Regions from separate parts of the Ovis aries genome. Here region 2 is linked to region 1. Evidence: chromatin contacts called from public Hi-C data. All regions are on one chromosome and are shown on one strand. Each heading gives the region's core, a stretch centred on a gene start, on an enhancer-like site or on the middle of the called end of the contact. The rest is flanking DNA. Distances are from core to core; before and after follow the strand shown.

Evidence for each region. Hi-C and Micro-C count contacts between places; a contact is called where the count stands out from the background.
Region 2: a Hi-C map of liver shows a contact between it and region 1, with 3 times the contacts expected there. The contact joins two enhancer-like sites. A contact is called at or near these places in 2 of 16 Hi-C or Micro-C datasets (both in liver).

What each region holds. Positions count from the first base shown.
Region 1 is chr7:78,512,202-78,516,171 of ARS-UI_Ramb_v3.0, reverse strand. No RefSeq gene overlaps it. Among named protein-coding and RNA genes, the nearest start is that of ZFP36L1, 190 kb to the left of the region's middle. Within about 2 kb of position 2,656, at least 8 of the 54 cell types and tissues checked have an H3K27ac peak or open chromatin away from gene starts, as enhancers often do. A contact at or near this core is called in liver, where this site is marked.
Region 2 is chr7:78,729,857-78,733,672 of ARS-UI_Ramb_v3.0, reverse strand. No RefSeq gene overlaps it. Among named protein-coding and RNA genes, the nearest start is that of ZFP36L1, 29 kb to the right of the region's middle. Within about 2 kb of position 1,597, at least 2 of the 54 cell types and tissues checked have an H3K27ac peak or open chromatin away from gene starts, as enhancers often do. A contact at or near this core is called in liver, where this site is marked.

The DNA.
Region 1 (3,970 bases), core at 1,407-3,906:
GTCGAAGGATACTATCAAGTGAAAAGACAACTAATGCAATGGGAAAATTTTTTGCAAAGCACTTATACGATAAATGATTTGTATCCAAAATACACAAAGAACTCTTACAGTGCAACAATAAAAAGACAAATGTCCCACATTTTAAAAAGCGGCAAAGGATTTGAATAGACATTGCTCCAAAGAAAACATACAAAGGGCCAATAAAGATATGAAAAATATGCAACATGTATAGTCTTTAGGAAAATGCAAATCAAAATCACGATGGGATATCATTTCATACTTATTAGTATGGTTATAAGAAACAGACAGTAACAAGTGTTATAAGAATGTGGAGAGATTGGAACTCTCATATAGTACTAGCGAGAATGTAAAATGGTACCACTGCTTTGGAAAACAAATGGACGGTTCCTCTCAAAGTTAAGCATAGAGTTACCATATGACCCAGCAATTCCACTGCTAGATACGGTCCCAAGAGAACTGAAAATACATCTCCACCCACATTTGTACATGAATGTTCATAGCAGCACTATTAATATTGGCCAAAAAATAGACACAGCTCAAATGTACATCAACTGATGAATGAATAAAATGTGGTGTATCTATACAATGGAACACCAGGCATAAAAAGGAATGAAATTCTCATACACATTACAACTTGGATGAACCTGGAAAACACGCTAAATGAAAGAAGCCAGACACAAAAGGTCATATATGGTATAATTCCATTTATATGAAATTAAAAAATAGGAAAATTCATAGAGGCAGATGGTAGATTACTGGTTGCCAGGGGCTAGATGAGGGAAGAATGGAGAGTGACTGCTAATGAATATGGGATTTCTTTCTGGGGTGATGAAAATATTCTGAACTTAATAGTGGGGATTGTTATAAAACCTCGTGAATATAGTCAAAACTACTGAATTATACACTTTAAAATGGTAGATTTTATGGTATGTGGATCAAAAAAATAAGGATCTGATAGAAATATATCAGTACTGATGCTGATAAAGGCTTTATATGCCAGTCTTCTCAGGAATATTTGATTTAACTTGATCTCTCCCCTCAGAAGCTATAGAATCTGTTTTCTCAAAAAGTCTAGCTCTTAGGACTTTAGATTTCATTCTCAATTGTGCTTGCTACTGGGCTGCCTCCCAAACCAAAAGACTCCTGTAACAGGTAGTACAGGAGAACTTGTATTTTAGGGTCTGTGCAAACTTCCCTGCAGTGTGACTTCTTTAAAATGCATTGCCAACTTGCTTCCGTAGCTAGGCTTGATTGAAAGAATAAAAGATGGTGAAGAGACACTGTACTGTCTACAGAGAGTATTTTCATATTTACACTCTTTTGAACTTAGGCATTTAAATTTCGATTAAGCATCATGACTTGCCACACAGGGGCAGACTCTGAACTCCAGCCCCAATTTCTCTCACCTTCCCAAAACCTAGTCTTTCATAGAACATCTGATATTCATTTTTCAACAGGTCATGGAGAAAAGGCCTCCCACCCAGCCCTCCAAGGATATTATGCAGGCTTTCTGGCATTCAAGCAACTTCCACTGAGAATCTTCCATTGGTCTGCATTCTGCAGAATGATCTCCAAACTAGTCATGGGAAGCCCTAGAGTTAACTGGCTTGGTCTAGTAGGCTCACCTCCTTAACTGATGTTTGTACCTCCTTTTTTCACTCCTGCAGGGTCACATTGCCCATGACATGCATGTACCTGTGCACACGTGTGTGCATATGCTCACCCTCAACCCCCCCCCCCCCCCCCCACCCAGCCACCCACACTCCCTCACACCCACCCATCTACCCTCACACACACCCTCCCACCTACCCGCATACCCGCCCATCCACCCCCACACACGCCCTCTTTAGAGATGGGAATTGAGTCACTTGACTGCCTTCTTTCAGCAGTGCTGTGACCACGGCTGAGTCCCTACTTATATTTCTTTTGTTCTTATTTTATTATGATTAAAACTATAGAATGGAAAATGTACTGTTTAAACCAGTTTTAAGTAAATGATTCTGTGACATTACCATCCATCTCCAGAAGTTTTTCATCTTCCCAAACGGAAACTTCCTACCCATTAAACTCAAACTCCCCATTCCTCCCCGAGCAGCCTCTGGCAACCACCATTCTACTTTCTGTCTCCGTGAATGTGACTCCTCCAGGTACCTTACCACAACTTCTGTTTCTTGATGGCGAAGTGTCACCTGGCCCCACTGCTGGCCCAGAGGATGGGGGTTTGATGGGGGTAGCCCACCCAGGGAAAGGAATAGGGAGAGACCAGAGCATAGAAACAGCCTGAGTCAGAATCAGGAGGGCTCTCTCACCATGACAACAGCTGGAAATTCTTCTGTAAGTTGGCTGTTGCAAACAGGAGCCTTTACAAACCCAATCCCAAACGCAGGAATTCTCCCCTTGTTGGTCTGTCTCCTGGGCCCCATCGAGACAGCTGGACTTACCACGCAAGTGAAAATATTCAAGTGCCCGTTCCCAGGTCAGCCTGCTCCCACTTACCTTGAAAGAGAACATAAGCTCCTTCAGAGAAATGAATATTTTTCTGTTTCAAGTTATGTAGAATGCAATGTGAAGGACTTTCAAAATGTCCTTAGCTGTGACTAATTGTGGTTGATGCAATCTATGCCCTGGCAGGTTGGCACGACATGGTATTTACTCAGTCAGGTCTTTGAAATTCACTGCAAAGATATGAGTCTCTTGCATGATCCTGCCACCAGCTTTTGTGAAGATGAATGAACCAATTCCTTATACTGAAAGAGAGAAAATTTCACTGGATTTGATGTAAGGCCACAGATAGACTGGAAGCAAGGAAGTGAGAAAAGGTGAATCTCACAGGCACTGTGATGTCCAGACCAGATCTGGTGGTGGACTGAGTGCGATCTGGGTGGGGGTGCCCAGGCACAAAGCTATGTGAACCTTCACCAAGTGAGAAAGTTCAGCTTTCCCCAAATCCTGCTGAGAGAACTCCTGCATGACTACCCAGTGTGGACAGCCAGCTATACAGATAGTGAAAGTGAAGTGAAAGCGTTAGTTGCTCAGCCATGTCTGATTCTTTGCAACCTCACGGACTATAGCCCACCCTCTGCCCATGAAATTCTCCAGGCAAGAATACTGGAGCCAGTAGCCATTCCCTTCTCCAGGGGATTTTCCCAACCCAGGGGTTTAACCCAGGTCTCCTGCATTGTAGGCAGATTCTTTACCGTCTGAGCCACCAGGGAAGCCCCTACTTGACTTTTACAAAACACACTAATTTGTTTATTTTTGGATGGTGCATCATTTCCTCCTAGGAGCCTTAAGCCTTAACCAGCTTCAGAAGTCCTCCTGTGGCACAGACGATGCTGTCATGAAGGCAGGAGGCGTTCATCCTACCTCCTCAGAAGACCTGGCCCCCACAAATGGGACTGATCGTGGGTGTCAAGGACTGGAGGGGTAGGAGGAAGATTTAGAGAAGAGGAAAGAGTAATTTTTCCCTGGAGATGTTGTAAGGCAATGATGTTCTTTGCTGGGAAAGATGAGGAAGCAATTTCCCCAAAGGTTCAGGAAACAGGATTGTTTCACTCATTGTTGGGTATTCAGTGTAGACCTGTGGGTGCTGGAAAAATAGGCTAGGTAACCCCTGGCTGCACCTTGGCTACACATCTGAGGTCTCTCTGTTCTGTTCTTAGTCTGCCCAGCTTAAAGGAGGAAGTGCAGAGTTGAAGACAGTGGGTACCTACCTCTGTAGTGAAAAAAAAGTGAAAGTGTTACTTGCTCAGACATGTCCAACTCTTTGTGACCCCATAGACTGTGGCCTGCCAGGCTCCTCTGTCTATGGAATTTTCCAGACAGGAATACTGGAGTGGGTAGCCATTCTCTTCTCCAAGTGATCTTCCCGACTCAGGGATCTGAACATGGGTCTCCTGAATTGCAGGTAGGTTCTTTACCAAGCTGCCAGGAAAACCCCACCTACCTC
Region 2 (3,816 bases), core at 348-2,847, 220 kb before region 1:
TGGAAGAGGTATAGGTTTCGTTTTTATAAGAAATTACTAGACTTTTTTCCAGGGTGGTTGTACAATTTTATACATTTACCAACAATGTACGAGTGTTCCTGTTAACAGTCTCATTAGCATGTGGCTTTGTTAGGCTTTTCGATTTTCACCGTGGTGGTGGGTGTATAATGTGTTATTTTATACTTCCTAATGATGACTAATGATGATTATCTTCTTTTATGTGCTTATTGGCCATTCACATGTCTTCTTTTGAGAAGTGTTTGTTCAAATCTTCCGTCTATCTTTAGGTGGGGTTGTCTTTTTACTTCTGAGTTATATGAGTTCTTCCTATATCCTGAATACTGGTCCCTCGTCACATATGTTTTGCAAATATTTTCTGTGAGTGGATTTTTACAGGAATATTGGGTATTGGATTTGGCCCCAGGTGGGGCTTATGTGGGTGCAGGGCTGGAAGTTACGTGAACCACCGACTTTAGGGTTGCATGTTGTAGGGGCCACAGCCCCCTCCCTCACCGGGCTGGTGTAAAGTGCAAGTGAGATAACAGAGGGGAAAGTCCTTTGTAAAGTGCAGGACATGCAAAGATTAAACACTGACCCTTTGAACATGTGAAGAGGAAGATTCATTTCTCTGTCTTCTCCCCATCAGTGCAGTCTCTTGGAAGCAGGAGACAGGAGAGAAAAAGCTACCCATTGGCTGGAAACGGTCTCTGGTTAAGATCTGAGTGGTTATAGTGCCTAAAACACAGTACAAGCTTGGCATCCCACCTAGGTTCAAATCTGGGTTCTGCCAGTTACTATTTGAGTGCTTCTGAGCAAGCCCCCATTTCATGAAAACTGGAAACAATGAATACCTACCTCCCGAGTCACTGTGTCATTATTATTTGCAGAATGTCACGCTGAGAGGACTGCGCATATTGTGCAATCCTCACAATGACCTTTTGTGTAAGTTGTATCACTCCCCTCCTCTCTCTTAGGAAACTATGGGTTATTTAGATGCTCCTGAACTGAGAGCCTGTAGGAGGCTGCGTGGAGGCTGCGCTCCTAGAAGTCCTGTCTGGGAGTGTGCTTCCACACGTCTATTCCACACTGAGCCACCAGGGGGTGCACGCCTCCTCTTCAGGGCTTGTGTTGAAGCTGGGCCATTCCCTGCCCCCAACCCTGCCTCTCACTGCTGCCCAGCTCAGGGTCCAAACTGACCTCTGTGGCATTTTCCAAAGGAGTACAGTTTCCAGAAGGTCCTCATTTGGGGATAAGGGGCTAAGAAGCCCGAGGAACCCCGCATGGAAAGGCCAAGGAGGGCTGTGCTGGTTTCTGTCCCCTTAAAGATTTCCTTGGCACAGGGGGTTCACACAGGCTGGTGGGCACAGGGTAGGGAACCAAGCTGTCGAACGGCTTCCTGTGCACCCTGACCCCACCCTTCACAGCCCTGTTACCTCCTTGGACCTCAGGTCTCCCCCCATCCCCTACTCCCCCAGCCCCTGGTGAGCTACTTCCATGCCAGCTTGCACCCAATCCCTTAGGCAAACAGGCCTGGGCACTGACCCCAGGGCCCGGCGGCTGCAGGGCAGAGCTGCTGTCCTGGCCAGGCCTACCTCTCTGCAGCAGCAAGGCCCTCTCGGCCACCACCCCCACCTCCACCTCGGCCACCACCCCCACCTCCACCTCGGGAAGGACCAATGGATCTCTTGTTCCTCTTTTCCTCCCAGCAGGGGTTGGCAGGTCAACACCTGGCCTGGGGTCCTCTTACGCAATCGAGCGATGGCCGGTCGATGACTGACCAGGCCGGCCCGGTGCTTGCTCATGGAGTGTGTGTGCCTGGTGGGCAGGGCCCCTTGTTTTGGAGACTTGCTGTCTCAGGAGGGAGATCTACAGGGTATTCCTCATGGTCAGCCAGCCCTAGATGGGCCACCAGCTTCCCAGAACCCCTGTTGCTTCCTGTCCTCCAGAGGCCGTTGGATGGAGCAGTGGTTTCTTTTCCCTTCTGGGCCCTTTAGCTGTCCTACCGTAGTCTACCTGCCCACCTGTCCACTTGCTCAGCGGCTCGGTGGCCGTGGAAGTGGAGATGCTTCTGCCCTCACTCATGCTGCCCACTGCCCACTTGTCCATGCGCTTGTCCGCTCACCCTCTCATCTAGAGGGTGTCTGAACAGCTCAGTTGCCGGTCTTGGCCCTGAACCCAGCCATTAGGGAAGCTCTAAGTGACCGAGGGCAAAGCTTTTGGGGTCAGAGAGACCAGATGTGAATCCTGACTGTACTGTTTCCAGAAATGGGAACATTTCTCAAATCTCTGAGCCTCAGTCTCCTCATCTGTAAAACAGGGACCCTCTTCCTCCCACGGTGGGCATAAAGATTGGCTTCGGGATTAATTAAGGTGCTTTAACCAGAGCCCAGGGAATGCGGTTGTAGTCACTGGGCCTCTCAGTGGCCATGTTCTGGCTGTGGGGACTCCACTTGGCCTGTTTCCCATGGCTGCCCTGTGCCTCAGGCTATACCCAGGACAGGCAGGGGCTCATCCCTGCCTCTTGGCCAGGCTGTGCTCCCTGGGCAGGTGGCCCTCACACCCAGCCCTGAAATGGAGGTCGATAATCACCACCTTCCCACGCACCCCTTCCTCTGCCTTCTGGCCTGCAGGGCACTCTGGGGTTGCATCAGTTCAGCTAAGACACCTGGAAGAACCAGCTTTCTCCCTTCCCTTTTGCTGCAAGGTCTGCATGACAGCTGTGGAGAGTGGGGCGGCCTAGAGCATCTGACCCCTCAAAGGGTCATTTCCCCTCCCCTCTGAGGCCTATACATGGATCTGTCCATCCCCACCTCATTCTCTTCCTTCCATAGGCCCTCTGAGGGCTCCTCGGGAGCGGAAGCCACTTTGTGACTGCAGGAAGAGTCAGTTGGGGTGAGCGAGGGGAGCCAGCAGCAACAGGTTGGGGTGGGACTAGATGTTAAAGGGGGTCACTTCCCTCTCCCGCAGACAGTCAGGAGGCTGCCCGGCACGTGGGGGAGTGTTGGATACCAGCCTTGTCTTGGGGATAATGTGTACAACTGTGGGTGTGGACTTCGGGGTGCATCAGACCACAGTGCAAACTCTCCACTGGTCCTGGCACCTTGGGCTGGTCACTGATAAAAATCTTAGTGGTTTAAGAAATGCATGTGCCATACTGAGCTTGTGCTTGGCACTGAGAGGAGGCCACTGTGGGCAGGGGCCGTGTACTAGCCTGGGGGAATTCCCTAGTCATTCAGCTCAGCCCAGCACCCCCCAGGGCAGCCTTCAGGAGCCATGCAATGGTGCCCTTTAGGGGCTCTGGGGGGTCCTTCCCTCCCCTCTGCGAGTCTTCAGGGGAACTTTCGGGGGACATTTCCTGGCTGGCGGAATCCTTCTGGATCCTGGATAGAAATGCAGGTAGGGGTAGTGGCTAAGGAACCCAAAGCCCCCCAGGCCCATGTTTTCATCCTGATTTGCCAAGTGAACCTATCGTGTGTATGGATGGGGGGAGTGTACGTGTCTGGGGTGAGGAGCTTATCGTCTAGAAATGGGCTCAGCTGCAGGACGCGGGGGAGCCGCTCACACTCACGCTAGAGCAGTCGCTGCCCACAGAGTGGGGGCCCTGGCTCTGGGCTCCTTGCACCAGGCCACATGGCCACTGTTAGTTTGCAGAGTCCACTTGGCTTCACACTCCCAAAGGCAAGGACTATTCGACATTTTTAAAAAATGTTGTATCCTCTTCCCAGGTGGTGCTAGTGTCAAAGAACCCATCTGCCAATGCAGGAGATGTAAGAGACCCAGGTTCGATCTCTGGGTTGGTCAGATGCCCTGGAGGAG